Linked DNA regions of Mus musculus: all the other regions are linked to region 1. Evidence: chromatin contacts called from public HiChIP or PLAC-seq and promoter capture Hi-C data. All regions are on one chromosome and are shown on one strand. The core of a region is the stretch at or near the end of the contact, and the rest is flanking DNA. Distances in the headings are between cores, read along the strand shown.

What was found. Promoter capture Hi-C pulls out the DNA fragments that hold promoters and counts their contacts. HiChIP or PLAC-seq counts read pairs in DNA pulled down with a chosen protein or histone mark.
Region 2: a contact with region 1 is called in a promoter capture Hi-C map of hippocampal neurons, with 2.8 times the contacts expected there. The contact joins the enhancer-like site here to the promoter of Engase in region 1. A contact is called at or near these places in 5 of 39 promoter capture datasets (the 3T3-L1 cell line, 3T3-L1-derived adipocytes, frontonasal cranial neural crest and 2 more), 1 of 484 Hi-C or Micro-C datasets (embryonic fibroblasts) and 4 of 115 datasets of contacts at active chromatin or transcription factors (astrocytes, embryonic basal ganglia, embryonic forebrain and 1 more).
Region 3: an H3K4me3 HiChIP or PLAC-seq map of neural tube shows a contact between it and region 1, with 3 times the contacts expected there. The contact joins the promoter of Rbfox3 here to the promoter of Engase in region 1. A contact is called at or near these places in 4 of 39 promoter capture datasets (the 3T3-L1 cell line, embryonic stem cells and hippocampal neurons), 6 of 115 datasets of contacts at active chromatin or transcription factors (embryonic basal ganglia, embryonic forebrain, embryonic hindbrain and 3 more) and 2 of 9 other capture datasets (embryonic stem cells and pancreatic islet).
Region 4: a contact with region 1 is called in an H3K4me3 HiChIP or PLAC-seq map of embryonic basal ganglia, with 4 times the contacts expected there. The contact joins the enhancer-like site here to the promoter of Engase in region 1. A contact is called at or near these places in 8 of 39 promoter capture datasets (the 3T3-L1 cell line, 3T3-L1-derived adipocytes, the SN4741 cell line and 4 more), 2 of 15 datasets of contacts at CTCF or cohesin (the NIH/3T3 cell line and embryonic stem cells), 3 of 484 Hi-C or Micro-C datasets (cerebral cortex and embryonic stem cells), 12 of 115 datasets of contacts at active chromatin or transcription factors (T-cell acute lymphoblastic leukemia, embryonic basal ganglia, embryonic forebrain and 6 more) and 1 of 9 other capture datasets (adipose tissue).

Annotation. Positions count from the first base shown.
Region 1 is chr11:118,473,475-118,478,831 of GRCm38.p6, reverse strand. It overlaps Engase (endo-beta-N-acetylglucosaminidase), which reads right to left and starts at 2,000. Exons shown (of 14, transcript NM_172573.3): 1 at 1,728-2,000. The coding sequence starts at 1,846.
Region 2 is chr11:118,962,379-118,967,735 of GRCm38.p6, reverse strand. It overlaps Gm35710 (a long non-coding RNA gene), which reads left to right. Exons shown (of 6, transcript XR_880341.2): 4 at 1-1,352. Among named protein-coding and RNA genes, the nearest start is that of Gm35710, 18 kb to the left of the region's middle. Within about 2 kb of position 2,210, at least 20 of the 459 cell types and tissues checked have an H3K27ac peak or open chromatin away from gene starts, as enhancers often do. A contact at or near this core is called in hippocampal neurons, where this site is marked.
Region 3 is chr11:118,907,222-118,912,578 of GRCm38.p6, reverse strand. Rbfox3 (RNA binding protein, fox-1 homolog (C. elegans) 3) reads left to right here and starts at 3,007. Exons shown (of 15, transcript NM_001039167.1): 1 at 3,007-3,275.
Region 4 is chr11:118,736,781-118,742,137 of GRCm38.p6, reverse strand. All of the region lies in intron 2 of Rbfox3 (RNA binding protein, fox-1 homolog (C. elegans) 3), which reads left to right. Among named protein-coding and RNA genes, the nearest start is that of Gm11750, 46 kb to the left of the region's middle. Within about 2 kb of position 2,512, at least 43 of the 459 cell types and tissues checked have an H3K27ac peak or open chromatin away from gene starts, as enhancers often do. A contact at or near this core is called in embryonic basal ganglia, forebrain and neural stem cells, where this site is marked.

The DNA.
Region 1 (5,357 bases), core at 751-3,250:
AAAGTCTTATGTAGCCCAGGTCAATCTGGAACTGTGTAGTCAAGGGTGACACTGACTTCTGATCTCTGTCCTACCACCTTCTAAGAGCTGGGACTAGAGGGGTGCTCTGCCACAGTCCCCCATTTATACTGGTGATTGAACTAGGGCTCTGCTCTGCACATGGTAGGTGAGCTACACTCGCAGGCACCCACAGGGTAAATAACTGCTGGAAGCAAATGGCTAAATAACACAGGACATGGCTTATAAAATACACACCAGAGGCATGCACGGCACCAGAAAAAGGGGATCTGGGGTTCATCTTCTTTATTAGCAACTAAGGCCTGCTCGTGCTTGGACAGACGCCAATGACAGCCCCACCCAACAGGTGAAACCCCCAAGTTAAACACTTCCTAGAACCACAGGCCTTCTCTGGCCAAGGGATATGGTCTTCGAGTACCAGCAAAATCACCGCCCCCTTCCCCCCCCCCATCTTCAGCAACTGAATAATACAAGGAATAACTACATTGGCTTCATGAAGTTGCAAAGTCTGAGTACAGCAAAATCAGAAACTGTTCATTTGTTAATATGTTTCAAAGTATCCTTTAAAGAGTAGTGAGGTGACACTATAGTAGCCATTTAGGTACACAGTTATCCAAGCTGGCATCCTTAAAAGCCCCCAGGGCCTGAGGCCATCAGGAATGACTTGAGCTCCCTCCTCAGGTTCTGCCATCAATCACACTGTCCCTCTGTAAGTAAACTGAGGAGCCTTTGGAACTGCGGGGATGGCCAGACAGTAGCAGGCTAAAATGGAGACGTCATCTTTTTCTTGTGGTGCTAGGGGCTCAAACCCAGAACTTCCTACATCCTAGGCAAGTGCTCTGCCATGAATCTCTCTCAAGACCTTCCATTTTAATTTTTGCGATGTGGCCTCACTACACCAGGTTGGGGCCTCAAACTTGTGATCCTCTTGCCTCACCCCATCAAGGAGTTGGAATTAAAGGCCTGTGTCATCAGGCCATGCAAAACACCCGCCTTTGAAATCTCACCACCAAATACTCCTCTTCCAGATGGCGCCCCCCTGGCTGACTCCTTTATCCTTCAGCTGCACCCAAAGGAACTCAAAGTCATCCCGTCTGCCCATGCCCACCTGTCACCTGAATGTCCCTCCAGTAAGAAGGAAAAGGACCTCTTAGGATGGCTTCTACCCACAAATACCTTTCCCGTCGGTCAGCAACCATCCTAAAGTCTGAATAGCCCATCTGTCTCACTGCTGTGGGTTTAAAAACGAAGCAGGACACATCAAGTTTGTGCTGATACCTTTCCCAGTGTCCCACCGACCACGGGGTTACAACCCTGGACCAGGGGGGTATGTCTGTCCACTTCTTTGCCTTTGTGCCTTTGCTCATTCTGATCCACCTAGTACAGTCCTCGTCCCTAAAGATTCAGTTCAAATATTACACGAACAGAAAGCCATCCATGTTCGGGATTGCCTAATCTATAGGGCCAAAGGAAGGTGCAGTAGCCTTGGCGCCAGACTGCCAGAACGAGATCCCGATGGGCTGGGACAGGGTCCGTCATAGGTTAGGAACAAGGGAGCTGCTAACTTGCTCGGGTGGCCCGTCTGCGACCGGGGATAGAAGGATGGAGGGACGTAGGTTTGTCCGCAAGCGACAGACAGTGTCGCGCTGCACGACAGGCAGCATGGCCACCCCAAGCCCAGACCTGGAGCTCAGCCCAGCCGTGCGCACCTCCGCCCCTGCCTCCGCCGCCCCGGCCTCCGCTCCGTCTGGTCCCGCGCCTGCTTCTCCGGGGCCGCGGGGCTCCGCTGCCTTGCAGCTCCCCGGGTCAGCACCGACGAGGTCTCCATGACTGTCAGCGACTGCCGACCGCTAAGCCCTCCAGACACTGCTCCAACAGCCAATCGCAAGCCTGGGCCTGCCCCTGCCGCAGCTCTCAGCCAATGGTGAGTGTGCAGCGCCGCGGTTGGCTCGCACCGAGTTCCGGCTAGGATCTGTCCACGTTCTGCAAGCGGCGGGTGTAGAGCCTGAGTTAAATAACCGGAGAGACGGGGCGGGACCTGATGGGCGGGGTCTAGGAGAAAGGCGGGGCTGCGTGGATCCTGAGCCCAAGGTTCTGAGACCCAAAAAAGTGTTATTTAGAGTTAGCCACGAAGTTTTCTTTCCAGACGAATGAAACAATCTGCCAGCGACAACCAAGTCGGTACACGTTAGCAATGAGCCCTGGAACTGGGCCACAGAGACTGGTGGCCTAGCTTCCCTGGGTCCCTGGCTCCTTGGATCCCTGGATTCCTGGATGGGATCTAATATTACAGGCACCTGTAATATTCTGCTTTTTTTAAGAAATTAAAATATAATTACATGTTTCCCTTCCCTTTCCTCCCTCCAATAGTTCCTGTGTACCTCATCCAATCTCTCTCAAATTCATGATTTTTACTTCTTTAATGTTTGTCATCTACGTGTGTGTATATATAAACACAACCTGTTCGGTCCCTTTAATGTTACTTGTATGCAAATGTTTTCAGGGCTGACCGTTTGGAATTGGATAACCAACACAGGCTGACGATTGTCTTTTCTTACTAATGAACAAAAGAAAGAGGTGTTATAACCAGCTTGAGGCAGGGCTCCATGGGATGCTATAGCCAGGTACGATGGGAAACCTAGGAGTAAAGGCAGGTGGAGAGATGGGGGCAGTGCTGCTGACCTGGAGGGACTGTTTCCATCTGTCCTGTAGGGTGGTCAGCATGGTGAGCATGGATAGTTTTCCCCTGAATGCATTCTTCTTACTCTTAAGCCTGTGTTCTGCAGGAAATAAATCCTCTCAAGTATTCAGGGTCCAGGAAGCTGCATCTGCCAGAGGGCACCTCCCACAGTACCTGGGCACAGAAGAGATTCACAGTAACCTTGATGGTCCTGTGTTCAGAGCGGTGAGCAGAAATGCCAGAAGACGAGGAAATGGCTTCTCCTCCCTGAGCCCAATACCCCTCTGCAGCTTGCAGCTTCTGGCCCCACAGCAGCTTGCCCAAGCCAAGTTCTCTGGGCCTCTTTATTACTGTTTACAGGCTTTGAGCTTTATGAGGCCCCAAGCATCCATAAACGCCAAGGGTGGGGATGGTGACTAAGGTGGTTGAATATAGGCCCTGGTTACATTGCCTGTTGGCCAGTCGGCCAGGGAAGGGACGCTGGGGAGCAGGACACTCTGATCTGTGGGACACAGTTGGCAGGACACCTCTTCCCACTGACCCAGGGTGGGGAGGGAAGCTCTGTGTGGGGCTGCGACAGAGAGAAGGTAGCAGGTCACAAGCCCAAACACAGTCATCTACTATAACGCCTTGTGGAGCAAACACAACTATCTTGAAAGCTGTGTAGATCGTCCCTCCACCTCCCAACTCCCTGCCTCTGTACTCTAGGTGCCCCCCCTCCAAGACCTGTGCATCTAGGACAGGGTCATGAGTGGAAAAGAAGAACTGGTTGAATTCTCAGTTTAGGGTCTGATGACCTGACCCCCAACTCCCCACTCCTTCTACAAGGGCATGATGATAGGCCAGTCTTGTGAAAGTATCGTGAGCGGGGGATCAATTTAGATGACGATAGTTGTGTCATGCCCAGAGGACAGCATCCCATAACACAGCCTAACACTGTCTCGCCCTTTCCCTCTCAGTCCCCATAATGCTCCAAAGACCAGAAGAAGGAGAAGCATGGAAACTGAGGGCCAGTGTGGAAGGCCAAGAGTCTGTTGCTCTGAGCGAGCACTGCACTTCTCTTGCCTTGCTTCCTGCTGGCTGCCGGGCGCGGGAGAGGCTCTGATGCTTGGAATTGTGGCTGCCACCTGAGCCTGTGAGAGTGTACAGGATGGTAGGACAGAAGCAGCCTCCTGGATCTTCCATAGAGTAGACACAGCTTCAACCTGGACCACTTCACGCAGGCTCTCCCGGGAGCAAAGGTGCTTAACTGAGCCCAGCACATCCTGTCTGTGATAGTGACTGGATCTAAGATGATGTATGAACAACAGTTTCTGGAAAGAAGCTGCATTTTATAAGCTGGTTAACCGGTTAGAACTTCCTTGATTATTGAGAGTTTGGAATGTTGCAGACCTAGGGTCTAATCACAGATTATCTGACCTATCTTGGCCCCTGGAATAGCCTCTGTCCTTCTCTCTGGGACCTAATGTCCTGTGACTATTAGCTAAATCCTTTAGAATGTACAAACAGGCCCTCTGGGTTCCACCAACCCCAGAGCTAAGAATGTCACCATATAGCATGGGAGACCTATAGCACAGATGTTCTTATTGTGCTGAACGCACTTCCCTGATGTTTCCAACAGTGTTTGGAAGGTGTCTTGATCTATGACTTCCTTTGTTCTCTTACTACAAAAACTCCATGAAACTGCTACCACACTGAGACATGGAATTTGGGGTGACCTAAATTTGTTCCCAGCCCATGATCATTCTTATCTGGCTCCAGAAATAGCATTTTGCATCCCCCAGTGAGGTGAGGGCTGTTGTTAAAAACAGATAACACTGGAGTTGCAGATAGCCCCAGGACTAATTACATTTGATGTTAATTCCATTCTCCTCTGAGGGGCTGCCAACAAGGAGTGAGTCAGCACTCGGGTGATTTCTAGTAAACCTGCTTCCCACCTTAATTTGTAAAATAAAGGAGAGCTGATGATTGGGCAGATAAAGGGAAGGTGAAGTAGAAGTGGGGGAGAGAGAAGAGGATAAAATGGAAGAGGAAGAGGACACAGAGGAGAAGGAAGTAGAAAAGTGGAGCAGAAGCACATGGCCTGGAGAAACCGCAAGTTCTAAGGGGGCCCCCTTAATAGATGGGGAAGATGGTAATGTAGTGGTAGATCTGCCCAGTCGAGGCGCACAGCTTGGATTCCTATTAATTGAGTTGTGTCTTTATTGCCTGGACTTTCTTGGGTTGGAGATTTACCGCAACAACCTTCATAGATCAACAAGGGCCAGCGACTGCCTTTTCTCATTAATCATCAAAAGAAGGAAAGAGGTTGTTGGCCTCTCTGCTTAGATGGGAAGATGTCCTAGGACTCAGAAGCCCAGAAACCACCCAGCTCTGAGGTGGGGCGGTGTCCCAGTGGAGGGGCATTCTTGAGTCACAGGCGCTCAGGAACCACAGACGGCTGAGAGGAGGCCTCTTTAGCAAAGGTGGTGCAGCTCCTAGGAGAGGGTCTCCACTGCTGAGCTCAGGAGCTCAGAGCCTCAGCCCCGCTCCTTCTGTTCCCTTTCTCCCTTCTTCCCTTCGTTGCTTATTGTCTTCTTCGGATGGAAATTATATCAGGAAGCAAATCTCATAAAAGAGATTTATTGGAGAGTCCATCCAGGGTGTGGAGGGACAAATC
Region 2 (5,357 bases), core at 961-3,460, 490 kb before region 1:
CCCTGACCCTGCCTCCTGCAGACAGCAGCTTGTCCTGTCTGCCTTTTACCATCCTGAGTTCTCCTCATTTCTCTGGAAAGCCGTGGTGGGCCAAGGACAGGTGCCGCAGAAGGTGAGTGGAGGCTGAGTGTTGTCTCTCATGTTCCTTCTGTCTCCAGCTGTGGTCCTTCCACTCCCCTCCAAAACTCTGCTTCAAGCCCCACTGAGCCTTAGACGTTAGTACTTAGGTGGGTCTCGGAGGGTCCTAAGGTTGGAGATTCACCATAGTCCTGGGTGACCGTACCCAGGTCCTTTCCCCCCATCTTTTCTGCTGTGGTTTGGGGTAGGGACTCCCAGCCTCTGAAATACACCAATAGCGGCTGATCTACCTGCCTCAGGCCTACTCACCCTCTACCCTACATAACTGCCTGGGGTTCCGTGCAGGTAGGGCAATGTGGGAGTGGGACTGGAATGGGTGGGGGAAGGTGAGCTGGCCCAGGGTAGCAGGAGGCAGGTGGGGGTTCTTTCTCCTCACCCTACTTACAATGCAAGGTGGGTGACTCCCTGTGTGACTAGGTTGCTATGTAATTTATCAAACACCTGGAAATTAAGATAACTGGCCAGTGGCTTCCTCAGTCACAGGATGCAGCTGGGAAAGGCACTGGAGCTTGTGGCCACAGCCTAGGGCAAAATGCCTTGGGAGTGCTTCGTCAACACAGGTCAGGGGTGTGTGCAATCCCTGGTCTGGAGTGGAGCTTGCAGATTCTCACTGATGGCCTGGGGATCCTGCTTCAGGAATCCCCATAGGACTGGGGAGGGACTTTGCTTTTTTAAAGTGTTGACATCATCAGGGTTCTAACCCCAGAAACCATGTCAGCTCCCAGAGCCCCTTGAGAATGGGGGTGGGATGGGTTATATGTCTCTGGCCTGAGGAGGGCTGTGGCCTTCACTCAGGACCAGGACGCTCTTTTCCTGGATCACAGGGACCCTTGTCACCACCACCCCTTGGCGTGCACTTTCCTCCCCTCCTGTTCCCCCACCCCTCCACCATGCCTGCCATTACATTAGCGAGCATGAAATATTTACCTAACGTGGCTTTTTGCAAATATCCCTTCGGTTATTGTCCCTTGGTTGGGAACATAAATTGTGTACCACATGCAAGCTGAAAGGTTGGGTGTTAAATAATACAGTACGTGTGAGCCTGTGGGGGCCAGATGCTGCCAGTGTGTGCAGCCTCCCGTGGACAGCCTAGCAGGCTGGAGGACCTAGACATGGGATGCTGGGGCCAGGAGTGAGCAGGCCCCCTTTAGCGGTGGATGGTGGAAGCGACATTTCCAAAGCTTCCCACTCAGAGGCAAACTGCGGAGACCCTGGTAAGAATGAGAAAAGTTTCCATACCCTTTCCAGATGTCCACCCTACCTTACCCCCATGGCTTCCTTTTGCTGCAACCCTTTCATAAGTCCCTCTTATTGTTGTGACCCCCAACCATAAATGTATTTTCATTGCTACCTCGTGGCTGTACTTTTGCTACTGTTACGAATAGAAATGTAAATATCTGTATTGGAGTCTCGACCTATAGCCTGAGAACTACTGTCATAGAAAGACACCTTTCCTTCCCACCTCATCTGCCATGCCCATCTGTGAGGAGACAGCATCTGATTTAAGCCTTTTGAGGAAATAGTTTGGGAAATGGGGATTATCCAGAGACTTTGGGGACATGGTGCACTGCCTTGGGGTGGTGTCATTTCCTGCCACTTGGAGGATGGGTGAGGGGAGGTGTGTGAAACATTGGGGGGCTTGAGGGACAGGTTCCTTTGATGCCATCATTCTTTTCCTCTTCCCTACCCATGATGATGACAGGATGGCTGTGAGGGAGGGGGGAGGAGGGAGGAGGGAGGGGGGAGGAAGGAGGAGGGAGGGGGGAGGAGGGAGGAGGGAGGAGGAGGAGGAGGGGGGAGGGGGGAGGAGGGAGGAGGGAGGAGGGAGGGGGGAGGAGGGAGGAGGGAGGGGGAGGGGGAGGGGGGAGGAGGGAGGAGGGAGACAGGTGAGGAGAGCGAGGAGGTGCAGGAAGAACCCTGCACTGCTGCTTCCCTCTTTGAGGTCCCCATCCCGGCCACCTTTCCCTTGGACACATTTGATGACATCCAGTGCGATGGATCTGGCACTCCTCTGGGGAGGAGGGCCCCAACTTTGAGATTATCTCTTGACTATGGGAGGGAGCACCCCACAAGCAGCTTCCGAACACCGCATTCCCCTCCCCAGCTCCAGCGGGGATCTAACCTGTTCTGCTCTGCTCAGGACCCTGCCCAGCTCCTGGGGCTTTCAGGGGAGTGTACTGTTCTTTGATCATGCCTGATGGTCCTGGGCCTCAGGAGAGGCCTGTGAGGGTCTGGGTTGGCCATAGCAACCAACGCACCTTGTAATGGTTAATCTTTGCCGTCAACTTGATAGGGATTTACAATCACCATGGAAACACAGACCTGGGTATGCTTAGGTAATTGTTTCCAGAGAGGTTTAATTGAGTGGGGAGGACCCATCCTGAACGTGGGTGGCGCCATCCCACAGGCTGGGCTCCCAGACATTGAGACCAGCCTGCACCACCCTCTGCTTCCTGGCCGATGCAATAGGACCAGCTGCCCCATGTTCCTACCGCCATGATGCACTGTCCCGTAGGCCAGAAGATTAAGTAAATCTCCTCCTTAAGTTGCTTTTATTAGCTACGTGGGAGAAGCGACATGAACCTCTCACCGAGGGCTGCGGCTGCAGGAAAGCACTTGCTACTAGTCCAGAGGCCCAGTTCTGTACTTGGGGTGTGGCAGGCTATGCTCCTGCTCACGCCTCAGGGAGGATCTGCCTGCCTGGTTCAGTGTCTGCAGCTGCTGGCCATCCTTGGTGCTGCTCTCTCTGCTTGAGGCTGGATCACCACAGTCTCTGCTCCACCCACCCTGGCCTTCTTGTCTGAGGTTGTTTTCTCTTATAAGGGCACTGTCGTCCTGGACCCACCCTACCCCAAAAGGCTCATCCTTCGAGATTACATCTGTAAAATCCCTGTTCCCAAATTAGGGCATGTTCTGAGCTGCAGAGGTTAGAACTTCCACAAGGCAAGCTGCGCCACCACAGAGGGCTCCCATGGTCATTGGGATGGTGACCGAGAGCCTTGGGCACTGCTATCCTTCCTCGTTGGATGAAGGTGGTGTGTCTGGGAGCTGGGAGCTCTGTTGTCATCTGTAGGGAGGGCCTGGCCATGACAGCCGGAGCCATGCAGGTCTTTCTGGAAGAGAAAAGGATCAGGTCCACTTTGAATGGGGCCTCTAGAAACCGCCTTCCACCCACAGATGCAGACGTGAATAACTTTGACGGCTGCAGGCTTGGCACAGGCCTTGTGTGCCGGCCCAGCCTCCAGCCTGGCTGGTCCCAGAGTGTTTTTTTCCCCCTTCCTCTTCATGGTGCCCTCCCAGATCCAGCGTGGAGTGAGCCTGGACTTCTGCATAGCCTGCGGCTCAGAGACTGGACAGAGAGGGGAGGCGGGAGGCCCAATCAACCTGATGAGGCTGTGGGGTGCCTGTGTCTGCCCTTGTCCCTGGAGGGGACCTACTTTGGGTCTGCAGCTTGGGAAGCAGATGGCTGCCATGTGGGCGTGCGCTGTCCCACCTGCCAGGGCTCTGCACAGGACAGAAAGCAGAGAAAGGGTGACTTGGGTTCTTGTCTCTCCTGAAGCTCAGTGTGGCTGGGACCCCTCTCAGGCCCTTGACAAGGTGACACTGGGTCACAGCATGCTTCTCCTGGTCCATTTGCAGAGAGCTGGTGCTGTGACTTCTGGGTCTCAATAGTCATGTGAGCGCACCTCTTACATTTTTCCTCTTTCTCTAACTAGAAGGTAAATAATGCAAGCAAGAGCTCAGGTCTGCGGGCATGTAGCGAGCTGTGAGGCCTCCTGACCATCTGTCCATTACGTCCTCTTGGGGTCTCAGAAGGCTGTGGGTTATCCACAGGCCAGGCTTCAGCTCCTGCAGCTTTTGTGACCCCTTTCTTCCCACCTCTCTCCCTTCCTCTCCTTTCTCTCTCCATCCCCTCCCCAACCCCAGCAACCCCCTATTCTGTGAGACAATGTCTCATGTAGCCTCTAGGCTGGCTTGGCCTTCAGCCTAAGCTGACCTCAAATTCACAGCAATCCTCCTGCCTCAGCCTCCGACATGCTGTGATTACAGAGGGGTCACCATTTCCGGCTGAGTCCTAGCTTTTGAGAGCTGACTGCATGTCTCTCGTCAGAACCAGCTTTACAGATACAGTTCTATGGTAGCCAAACACGGGGAGACCTTGCCACTGGCCTGAGGGATGCCCATGGTGAGGACCCAATGAGGCCACTAGGAGCCTACAGTGGCCCCTGACAGCAGCCAGCAAACAAGTGGAGACCTGATCCAGGTGTGGTGGCTCGTAACTGTTATCCCAGCACTCAAGAGGCTGAGGCAGGAGGACTGCCGTGAGTTTGAGGCAAGCCTGAGCTACATATTGAGTTCCAGGGTTACAGAATGAGACTCTAGCTCAACACCCTTGGCCTACACTGGTTACCCTTGAGATGTCCTTGTGTGTTTAAGCAGAAGTTTCCCCAGCTTCGAAGCTGCACGGCTGCTCATAGACTCTTTTGTTTGCTTTGAGCCAACTGAGACCAAAGTCAGATTCCACACAGGAACGAACATCATGGCTTCTTGGTACGTTCCAGATCTTTGTTTAGGGGATGGGGCTGGACTGATGTGGCCCCTCAGACAGTGTTCCGGGGTTCAGGGCAAGGCAGGAAGCTACTGGAGTTACTGGATACATCCTTGATCTGGAAAATTACAAGCAGCCATGGAGGGTCCTGCTATCCCAGGACATGGGTTCTCTGTGGCTGAATGACCAGCATTTGCAAAGACCTACCCTACTGCCCCTCTTATGTGCCTTGTGTCACAGTCTGGCCCAGAGGGACCAGACCAGGCAGGGAGTAGTTAAGCTGTTGGAAGCCCTTCTTTGTGACATTAACAGGATGACGAATGGGGCAGGAAGTTGCTTCCCTGGCTACAGTAGGTATGGATGAGTCAGTCTCAGTGAGTGCCCTCTGAATCCCCGAAGGTGGCTTTCTCCTGCTCGTTTGCAGCAGGTGAGCCTTCTCAACCATCACATGGCTTGTTGCTAGTCCTATAGAGCCAGGTGGAGCAGCTAAAGGGACAGGAGTTTGGTTTTGAGACCTAGGGCAGTGGGACGGGACTCTGTTTTATCCTTCACTCACAGACTCAGAGGGAACAAAGGTGCATTTTTGAGATATATGGAGTACAGTGAGAGCCTGCATAGACTCTCTCAGCCGTCACTGTAAGTCTCTCAGGTGATGCAGAGCCAATGAGCT
Region 3 (5,357 bases), core at 1,758-4,257, 430 kb before region 1:
AGGGTGCAGTCCATCAGGGCGGAGAAGACATGGTCTCAGGAGAGTGAAGTGGTGGAGGGTCACATGATGTCCTCAGTCAGGAAGCAGAGAAAGAGATGGATGCTGGTCACATGACATCCTCAGTCAGGAAGCAGAGAGAGAGATGGATGCTGGTGCTCAGCTCTGTTCCTCTTATTTACTGAGTTGAGAACCCCAGCCCGTAGAATAGCATCAACCACAGTGAGGGTGACTCTTCCCAAAAAGCAGTAGTTCTCAATCACAGGGGTGGCACATCAGATATCCTGCACATCAGATATCCTGCACATCATATATTTACATTATGATTCGTAACCATAGCAAAATTACAGTTATTAAGTACCAATGAAAATAATTTTATGGTTTGAGGTCACCACAACATGAGGGATGTATTTTCGGTCACATCTAGATACCTGTTTCCTATGAGAGTCTAGATCCTGACAGATTGCCGATCGCCATCCTCTTAGAGTCTTTTCTGTGCTTTGCTGTATCTTTCTGAGGGTGAGCTGTGGCCTTGTAATAGCTAGAGTGGTATCTTTGCTTCTTTCCTAGTTGCTACTGCAGGGGGTTGTTCTTGGCGCTTCTACATCCTCATATTCTTAAAAACGAAGTTTCTGTGGGGCTTCATGGACAGCTCAGTGGTTGAAAGCACTTCCTTCTCTTCCAGAGGACCAGAGTTTGGCATCCAGCCAGGAGGCTCCTAACTGCCCATAGCTTCAGCCATTGGGAATCTGATCTGATTTCCTCTTCTGGCTTCTGAGGGCATTACACTCACTTGGCTTGTGTGCTCACACACACACACACACACACACACACACACACACACACACAATCTAAAAATAACATCCTTGTTAATCTCAGCATAGAAATACATTCACAGGCCCTGCCATCCTTTTCTGGGCAGACCCTTTGATGACCTCTGAGTCCACGGGACATATGCCCTGGGCTCTGTTCTCGAGGGATAACCTACTAGACAGGCCACATGGCTGCCCCTTGGCTACAGGTGCCTGCTTCATTTTAGTACCAGGCTTTCTGAGTGGCTGACTGTGCTGTTTGGCTGGAACCTGTCTGGAGACTGGAAGAAGGCTTGGTGCCACCTGCAGACCTTTTTGGGAATGGCCTCCAGAGGTGGGTGTGTGACTAGAGTTTCAGTCCTGAGCCCTTCCACTTGAAGCTCACAGCTTGTGCAGTGCAGTATGGGGAAGCAGACCTTGGTCTCTGGGAGGGTTCTAAGAGAGGGATCAGAAGGGCAGTGGGAACTGGACCAGACGGGAAGGGCTCTCAGGACAGAAGAACCAGGAGGGACTCACCGTTGGCCCAGAGAGGCAAGACAGCCTAGAGATTGGTGTGGATGGGCCTAGCCAGCAGTCCCATGCCATGAAAGCTTGGATCACCAGGCCACACAGAGAGAAACAGTTGGTCCATGGGGGCAGAACTGTGCCATCTCAAATTTGGGGCTAGGGCCGCTTCAGGGACCCTTGCGACTGTGCCAGAGACAAGGCATTTATATTCGGCTGCAGGACTCGACTGCTTACGTGCTCTAAAGCACGTGATTCCCACTGGGCAAGACAGATCGATGGCCCAGACAGGCCGAAGGAGCAGAATTAAAAGCTCCTGAGAAGGCAACAGTCACTCAGCCTGGACACCGTCTGCCCTCACTCTGTAGGGAAGGCAGTGTGCAGCCCAGCAAGCCAGAGAGCACCTCAGGGCCTCTCTTATTCTCCCTCTTCTCTACTCTGTCTAGCTGCCCTACCCACAGGGCCCCAGGCTCCGTGGTATGTGCCTCACACTGGAAGCTTAGTTAGGTGCAAGAAGCTGATGGTTTTACAAACAGCATCCAGCAACGTGTATCAGGCTTGTTTTTTAATCATGTTTTGTTGTTGTTGTTTGTTTTGTTGTTGTTGTTTTTTGTTTTTTAGATTGCAAATGTCCTTTGAGAGTGCAGGTCCCAGAGTCCAGGCACTGCATGGTGATTGTCTTTTATTTTCGTCTTTCATATAGAACAGTATCTGGATCCAGTTTAAAGCCTTTGGGTATCATCTAGCCTCTTTGCTCACTTCTGGGGCTGAATGCCAGTAACTAGCCCCACTGTTGTACCTGGGTCTCATCTTGACAGCTCAGAGGCAATGCCTGCCTCCCAACCCCTTTCTTTTCCCAAGACTAGAGATGCCGGACCTCAGACCACGCTAGACTCCCTTTCCCTGGGTTAGGGGGAGGCTGGAACTCTTCTGGTTTTAGGTTCTCCTAACTGACCTGGATGGAAATATTTAAGGCCATAGGATTATCAGCGGGGACAAGTGTGTCCTCCCTGTGTCCTGTTCCAGGGTAGGCCTCCTGCCTCCCCGCCTGCTCTGTGATTCTCAGGAAGGCAAGGCATGGAACTCCAGGCCTATTAAGGGTCTTCCCCAGTGGCCAGTTAGGCGCGGGCGCTGCAGACTAGCTGGAGAGGCGTGGGGGAGGGGACATCCATTCCTGCCATTCAGCGACCAAGTCTTTCTAGGGACCCCTGGGCAGAGCGAGAGAAACCGGTCCCAGTGGAACGAGGGTGCAGGGGTCCTGCTAAGTGTTGCTAGTGATGACTTACACTGAGGTCGCCCAGAAGAAGGGAGGGAGGAAGGGGAGGTGAGACCACAGCGGTGGTGGTGGTGGTGAGCTCGGAGGAGCCCAGCTCCTTCTGAGCTCTAGGGTGCCCTACAAGTCTCACCAGCCTACGCATCCCCGTTCTCCAAGGCTGGAGCTGGGACTCCAGGGCTCCTGTGGCCACATTCAGCTGGCTCGCGGCCCTCCCTGCCTCGCCGCCCTCCCTGGCCGCGCGACCGCCGGAGCCCCCTCCCTCCCTCGCCGAGCTGCGCGCTCCGCCCGTGCAGCCGCCACCACCACCGCCACCGCCGCCGCGTGCTCCTGCTGCCTTCTCGCTTCAGCCGAGCCAGCCAGAGGAACGAGGGGGGGGTGGCAGAGAGAGAGAGAGAGAGAGAGAGAGAGAGAGAGAGAGAGAGAGAGAGAGAGAGAGAGAGAGAGAGTCGGCGAGGCAAGCGGAGCGGGGACACGGAGCCGTTGCTCCGGAACCGGCGGAAACCTCCTCGGACAGCAGTCGGGCGCCTGCCCCAGCAGCTCGCGTGGTCTCCGGAGACGCCGCGGCAGCCACCGCCGCTCCAACCCGGCCTCTCGCGCCCCTTGCCGCCGGCTCGCCGGGGCGGCCGGGATGCAGCCGGGGCATGGCCGCCAGGGCCCCGTCACCTGCCGTGGGGAACGCTGAACCCGTGAGTAGCCAGACCCTGGGCTTCCACCTCGGTCACGACCATCGCGAGGGGCCGGCTGGGACTGTGGGCACGGCCCGGGGAGGGGCGCACGGGACCCCGCAGTGGGAGGCGGGGCCGGCGAGGACGCGGGGCTGCGGAGCGTGGCTGGGGACAGACCTGAGGTCGCGCGAGGATGGGGTGGCGCCCTTGGGGGTCAGGGGTCTGCGCGCGAGGTCGGGGTTCCCGAGTTGTGCGGGGGCTGGGGTCGTGGCTCCGGGCTCCGGGCTCCCCTGGGAAACCAGAGGGGAGATTTTGTAAATGGGAAGGCCCGGGGTCAGGCTCCATGGAGACACCGGGGAGTCCCGCGCGCTGCGTGCCCGTGGCGGCGGCGGCGGCGGCGGCGGCGGCGGCACAATGCCCGGCTCTGGGAACTCCCAGGATTGGGGGGAAGCCGTGGCGCACGGAGATCCCGGCCCGCGGGGCGCATCAGGGAGGCGGCCCCAACCCGCAGGGCTGGAAGCACGGCTGGCGACCCTGATGCGCTACGGCGTGCGACTCTCGCCATCCTCAGGCTCGGGAGGGCTGCTGGGGTCCAGGAGGAGGAGAGCCGGCCGAGGGGACTGACTGATGACCTCAAGGAGTTGTGGGAGGACTGAGGTCCTCCTCGGCTCTCTCGGGAGGACCAGAGCCCTCAGCATAGCGGCACGCGTGGAACAGGCGCGGGTGGCGCACAGGGCTCTCTAGTCCGCGAGCTGGGGGGCGCTCGGGGCCGAGTCTTCCCAGAGGCGTGAGCAAGGATCGGAGGTTACTGCTCGCTTTGGCACAGCTACAGGGCTGGGACAGCCCGGCTGGGAAAGCTTTGCTAAGGTGGCCTGCACAACCCTAGCCCAAACTTTCTGACTTGTGGCCCCGGGAGGTGGTGGGATTCTCCTGGGGCTGTCTTCTTCAGGAGAAAGGTGTCAGGGGGTGGCTTCAGGCCGGCGGTCCTCTGGGAGCTCCCTGATGAAGCTTCGCCCCTATCCATTGGCATGCAGCCCTTCAGTGTCCTGGCCACCCAGGTCCCGCACCCAGTCTGTACCCGGAGCAAGACGCGACCAGCACGGGGGGGGGGCATTGAGACCCTATTAGACAGCTGGAACAGACCCAGGATCTTGGGTCTTGCATGAGATTGGGGGTTGGTTGGCTGTTCACGAAGCTCACTGACGTCGGCTAGTGTGTGTGGGCTGCGAGGTGAGGAGGGTCCAGGATGGCCGAGCCACATCCCCGCTCCCCCTTTTGGATTCTGCTTTTCAGACGCACTCTAATTATTTAATGGTCACTTTTAAAAAGGACGCCGGTGGCGCCAGTAGTCTCTCGATGTGCGAGACACCCACAGTGGGAGCTATGGACAGGGACTGAGGGATCCTTTCTTCTTCTGGGCAAGTCCCTTCCTCCTCCGGCTGGAGGTGAAGTGCCTTCTGGTGCGCGCAGGGTCGTTAATTTTCTGTCACAAACGCCGGCTAAGCTGGGGACGCCTCGGGAGCGCATCGGGGAGTCTAGGGTCCAGAGCAGGTACGGGGCTAATGGAGTAGGGTCTCGGGTAATGAGGTCTTTCAGCAGAAATCAGCTTTGGTTTTACTGGTCTGCAAAAAATAATGAAAAAAAAAAGTACAAACATTATGGCAGACTGAGCTCATTAAGTGCGCATCGCGGATCAGGGCGGATGTCTTAATCAGGCTGCGCTGGTAACGGGGATATTACACTAATTAAAACCAGACCCTCCAGGTGAGCGACTACTGGGAAGGGAGAAAGTTGTAGAGAAGGCGCCTGCTGGTGGAAGAGAGGCGCTGGCGAGGTGGTCAGGGCCGCTGTAGGGTGGGCATGTGGGGCAGGGGGCGCCTTCTCAGAGCCAGCCCCTCGTCCCCCGCGGGCGAGGAGCTCCCCTGGGCCCAGAGGGAGGATCGAGCTGCCGCCTCCGCCCTCCCCGGGGACCAGAGGCCTCCCTGCGTGGGAGCTAAGCGCACTGCACACTCGGGGAAGCAGCGCTTAACCCCTACTTTCCCGGCTGGGCTTGGAGCTCTGGGAACACTGGGCTGTAGAGGGGAAGATGGGGGAACCCATAGG
Region 4 (5,357 bases), core at 1,263-3,762, 260 kb before region 1:
TCTTCCCTCTTTCCTCCTCCCCTCCCCTCCCCTCCTCTCCCTTCCTCTCCTCCTTTCTCTTCCCCATCTTTACCGTCAGATGGTCCCAGGTGTTCTCTGTTGCAGTGATAAACACTACGACCAAAAGCAAGTAGGGAAAAGAGGGTTTATTTCAGCTTACTTCTTACAGAATTGTGAAGACAAGTCAGGGCAGGAGCTTAAGGCAGGGGCCAACGCAGGAGCCAGTGGAGGGCTGCAGCTTACTGCCTTGTGCAGCCTGTACTTTCATACACCCTAGGACCACCTGCCCAAAGGTAGCCCACCCACTGTGGGCGGGGCCCTCCCTGCCAATCATCAATGAAGGAAATTCCCCAAAGGCTAGTCTGATAAGGCATTCTCTCTCTCTCTCTCTCTCTCTCTCTCTCTCTCTCTCTCTCTCTGGTTTTTCAAGACAAGGTTTCTCTGTATAGCCCTGGCTGTCCTGGAACTCACTCTGTAGACCAGGCTGGCCTTGAACTCAGAAATCCGCCTGCCTCTGCCTCCCGAGATAAGGCATTTTCTTAGCTGATGTCCTCTTAGACAACTTTAGCTTGTGTCAAGTTGACAAAAACCTAACCAGGATACCTCTAGTTCCCTGCTCTCCCCTCCCCCCCAGCTATGCTCTAAGTAGCTCTCTGCTGCCCCCACTTGGCTCAGCATCGCCAGATGTGTGGACCCCAGAGCCAGATCCAGCCACTCCAAGAAGAATAAGATCCAAGCAATGTCTCTCTGGGAGGGGACGCCTGGCAGTGTTCACTCAGGACTCAGCTTCTCTCAGGGCTTCTCAGAGCCGGTTTCTGTCCATCACTAGCTGGATCGTGGTTCTGGAACTTTCCAAGGGACTTGCCATTGCTATGTCATTGTGCTTGCAGGGGTCGGCATGTTGGAATGCACCCATTGAGCAGGATCAGAGGTTGTCACCTTTGAGGTGAATTCAGACCGTGGGACGTCTGGTGATAACCCTTGAGGTTGGGATCAGCAGAGCCTGTGTGAGGCTCAGACGTGGGTCTGCTGTGACAGCCTGGTCTGTCAGTCAGCCCAGTGAATGTCTGTGGCCATGACACTTCTCATGTTGATTCTTGAGGGTGTTCTAGAAAGTTCTTCTCAGCTCCTGAGCTTTGTCTTCTCTGTGTAGCATCTGCTAAGATCTCACCTCCTTCCTCAAACTTGCTTGTAGTGTTGTGTGGTCCATGGCTCTTCCCGGGCTCTCTCATCTGAACACAAGTCAAGCTCCCAGGTCCTTGCACTGCTTTTCTCTGATTTGTCTTCATTGACTTTGCACTGCCTTAGCGGGTGGTGATACGGTGCTCTTAACAGCCCAGCAGTGGGGGTGTGGCTCACTTTGGAGAAGTGGCAGAGATGAGAGGGAAAGCCCACGTGGGCGATTGTTTCATTTGGATGGATGCTGAGTGACTTGGAGAATGACCGTGGCAAGGTGGCAAAGCTCTGACCAGGCCTCTTGGAGCAGGCTACCTTGTACTGCAGACATGTGTCCTGTGCATCTCCTTTATTTACTCTTTCCACTGGGAGGTCTGTATACCACCTCTCAGGCCTGGAGTGTACACAGAAACAGGCAGAGCTTCCTCCTCCTCAGCCTAGCACCTAGAGGAAGAGGAGTAGAGATCTGATTTCCTGATAGTGTCTGCCACTTGTGCCTTGGGGACCCACTGTCCCAGTGATGGAATCGGGCTTGGTTCTAGGATACCTTCTGCACCAACCTCCTGTCTCAGTGACAACAAGGCTGGCTTTGTAGGCTGCTCCCACAGCTCTAAGTGATGCTGACCTCTTCCCACCTGCTGACTCTCCACCCAGTGCCTTCTGTCCTCTTCTCGGGTGTTCATGCCGCCAGCAGAAGGATCTGTCTGCATATAATCTATGTGCAGGCAATTCTGACCCTGCCAGCTGTCTGGGCACCAGTCTGTGCCAGTTAATACCACCAGGTGGCGTTGTGTACCGTGCAACTGCACTGCTGGCTCAGTTCCCTTCTTGACATGACTCATCTTTGGTCTTCTAAGAAACAAGTTGAACAGAAGTAGGAGTGGGGGCATTGCAGGAGGAGTGACCCCAGTCTCCTTTACTGTTACCATGTAACTACGAACCCCAAATCCGTCTCATTAGAGATTCCAAGTGTTCACAGGAAAGTACCTTGGACTTGTTAATTTTTTCTGCTGCTCACATCAGATGCGGTGCACATTATATAATAAGTTTATGTTTGTGAGAAGGAACTGGGTTTTACTCGGAGAAGCTGGGTAAAGGATCCGTCAGCAGGTCCCCTGATGTGCTCACTAACAACTCCAAATAAGTTCCATAAGCTTAGCTCATATCTGGCTCATGGCACTGTGGATTGCTGGCCTCAATCTGGCCCGCTGTGACCACACTCCAGTGCCCAAGCTCATAAAGCAAACGCCTGGCAGCTGGTAGGCAGAGGAAAGTGTTCACCCCGCTTTCTGGTTCTGCAAACTTCCCTTAGAAGTAGAACACGCCCACTGCCACGTCATTGGCCAAAGCAAGTCACATGGCAGTCCCTGCCCTGAAATGGATGGGAAGGTTAGTCCGACTGTATCCCAGCAGAAGTGATGGGAAGATTAGCCTGGCTGCTAGCCACAAAACACCAGCTGGTTCATGGGTCCAGGTACCCGCAGGGAGTGGGGTCCTGGGCTCAGTTTAAGAATAAGAACAGCGATTGCTTCAATGTGGTCGCAGCCCTGTGATGGTCTGAGGGTTAAATGCCGCGCCCAGGGTCAAGATCAGGGTGCAGAGTGGGAATAGCAACCTCTTCAGCTGCTAAGCCATAAGCAGAGCTTTGACAGCCGCTGCCCACTGAGCACTGACTGGCCAACAGCTGCTCTTAAGGGGGTGGGAGAAATGACGTGATGGAGTGTCCATGTCCCATTTATCTCGGCCAAACTCTCATCCTGTCCTGACAAGGATTGCCACGACTCACAACAACTGCTGTTGCAGACTGAGGTGAAAATCAGAGGCAGCAAGCGGGAAGCCTGCTCCTCAGCGGCCTTGATGGGAGCACTGCTATGCAAAGAATCTTCCACCAGGGGGCAGCAGACATCCTCTGCAAACTGCTGCAAAAGAGCTTGGGATCCAGGAATCCAAAGCCCAGAGCTGGTCAGGCCAGGCTTCTATTACAGGTCGTGAATCTGAGATGCACAGCACGGTGTGGCACCTCAAATACTTGCATAATGATCGTCACGTGTCTCCATGTTCCTCAACTCCAACTCACATGCAAGCACGGTATATTGGCATGCGTATAGCCTTGTGTCTATTCCTATGTCAGCTCACACGGTGTGGTCAGTTAGAGTCAGATTAAAAGCAGCACCATGCATGGCTATCTTATTGGCAGTCTGGTTATAAACTTGAACCTTAACATGATACAAGGGGGCTATATATGACATCATAATTAACAAGAGGAAACCGAGGCCCAAGAAAGTTAAATCACCTCCAGGTCCCCCTCAGTCACAGGAGCCGGAGCCCTAGTCCATGTGTGCTGGGTCTAAATTGCTTCCTTTCTTCCCCTCCAGCATTTCTTCCAGACAGCTTGTTACCCAGGGTCAGGAGGTGAGGGTGAGAGGAGGGCGCTGTGGCGCCACCCAGTGGCTCTGCTGGGGAATGTGGATGTTAGGCTGGAGGCAGTGTAAAAGATCAAGGCTGGAGATTTGAAGACTGACGTCCACGAAAACCAACCAGGGCCAGTCTGAGAGATGAAGGGGGGAACTGATAGAAGAGTCACAGGCCACACACACACACACACACACACACACACACACCGCCCCCCCCATCCTTCACTGACCACCAAAGGGACGTGGAGGAGCCTACTGGGAGCATGAAGAGGAGGGGAGCAGGTAGTGTAATTGGCTGGAGATTATGAGGTCTGAAAATCTCCCTCCATGCTAGAAAAGAGGTGTCTCACCCTGGCATCTGAGTGAGAAGATGCCTCCCCGTGAGAAGCTTCTCTTTCCAGGGGTTCCTAACACTTCACACACACACACACACACACACACACACACCCTGTAGCTCCCCATTGCCTGGGTGCACCCTGAGCTAGCCCCTGCTGGTTAAAGGGGGCAATGCTGGAAGGATTGCCCCTAGAGGGCAAACTGACAAGTGTACCCTGCAAAGCCTTGGTAGTTCTCTACCCTCAGGCACTGCAGCAGGTAGAGAGGACGGGCCAATGAAAGTAGCAGCAAGACCACCCGACCACACAGCCCAGGCAAGAGTGTTTTAAGAATCCCACATGAACCCTGGTGTAGAGACATACATCTTTAGTCCTACCATTCAGGAGGTAGACACAGGCAGATCTCTGAGTCTGAGCCAGCCTGGGCTTCAGAGTGAATTCTGAGAGAGAGCTACATAGTAAGACCCTGTCTCAAAAAAATTAATAATACATTTAATTTTTTTAATTAAAAATTTAAAAAATCAGTCATGCAGTGCTGTAGTTTACCTGAATGAATACCAGACTAAGGCGGAGGTACGAAGCGGTATGTTACTGACGAGGCCTCTGGGTACAGAACTCGGAAGTCCAAGGGCCACACCACTCTCTGGATGAATGCATCCCCTCCCTGAGCCTACCCTACCTCCAGCTCCCCCTACCACAGGCTTTAATGGTCGCCAACCACTTTCCCCTCAGCTATGTGCGACTGTGTCTTAGTAACATGGAGAAATGAGTTCCCAGCCCTTCAGGATCAAAGCTGGCCTCCTGCCCCACCTGTTCTCTCTCCTTTGAAGTTATTCTCTTCCACCCCTGAGCCAACCAACCTGTGTGATGCAGGCGGGAGGCTCCCAAGCCTGGTGGCCAGCCTGGGATTGTCCTACCACAGAACTGTCAGAAATGTGAACCATGTATCCCAGGCAGAGAGAGTGACACCCTGGGACCAAAGCCAGTGGCTTGGATGTCTCAACAACTCCCTTGGGATGGAGCCCTCAGAGGCAAGCAGGGAGTGATGACATACTTATTAATAGGGCCTCTCTTAAATACTCTAATGAGTGAGTCTGCTGCTGTGTGTATCCACAGAGTCCCAGGGTGTAGAGTCCGCCCACCCCCACCCCACGCCCAGTGCTGTAAGCTGGAGACCCATATCTATACGCAGCCAGCAATGAAACCTCAAGTTCAGAATGGGAACCAGGGGCCTACAGGACCGAGGGGTGGGGGCTGTATTAGAGAAAAAAATCCAGCCTTGGTGTATGTGAGTGTGGGCTTCTCATCTCTGGGGTCCCCCAAACCATCATATCTCCAACTTCATTTTTCCAATTTCTTGCAAAACATTTATCTACATTGTACCTCCTAGGAGCTGAGTGGTGTCGGGGGGAGCGGAGGCTCATCGTATTGT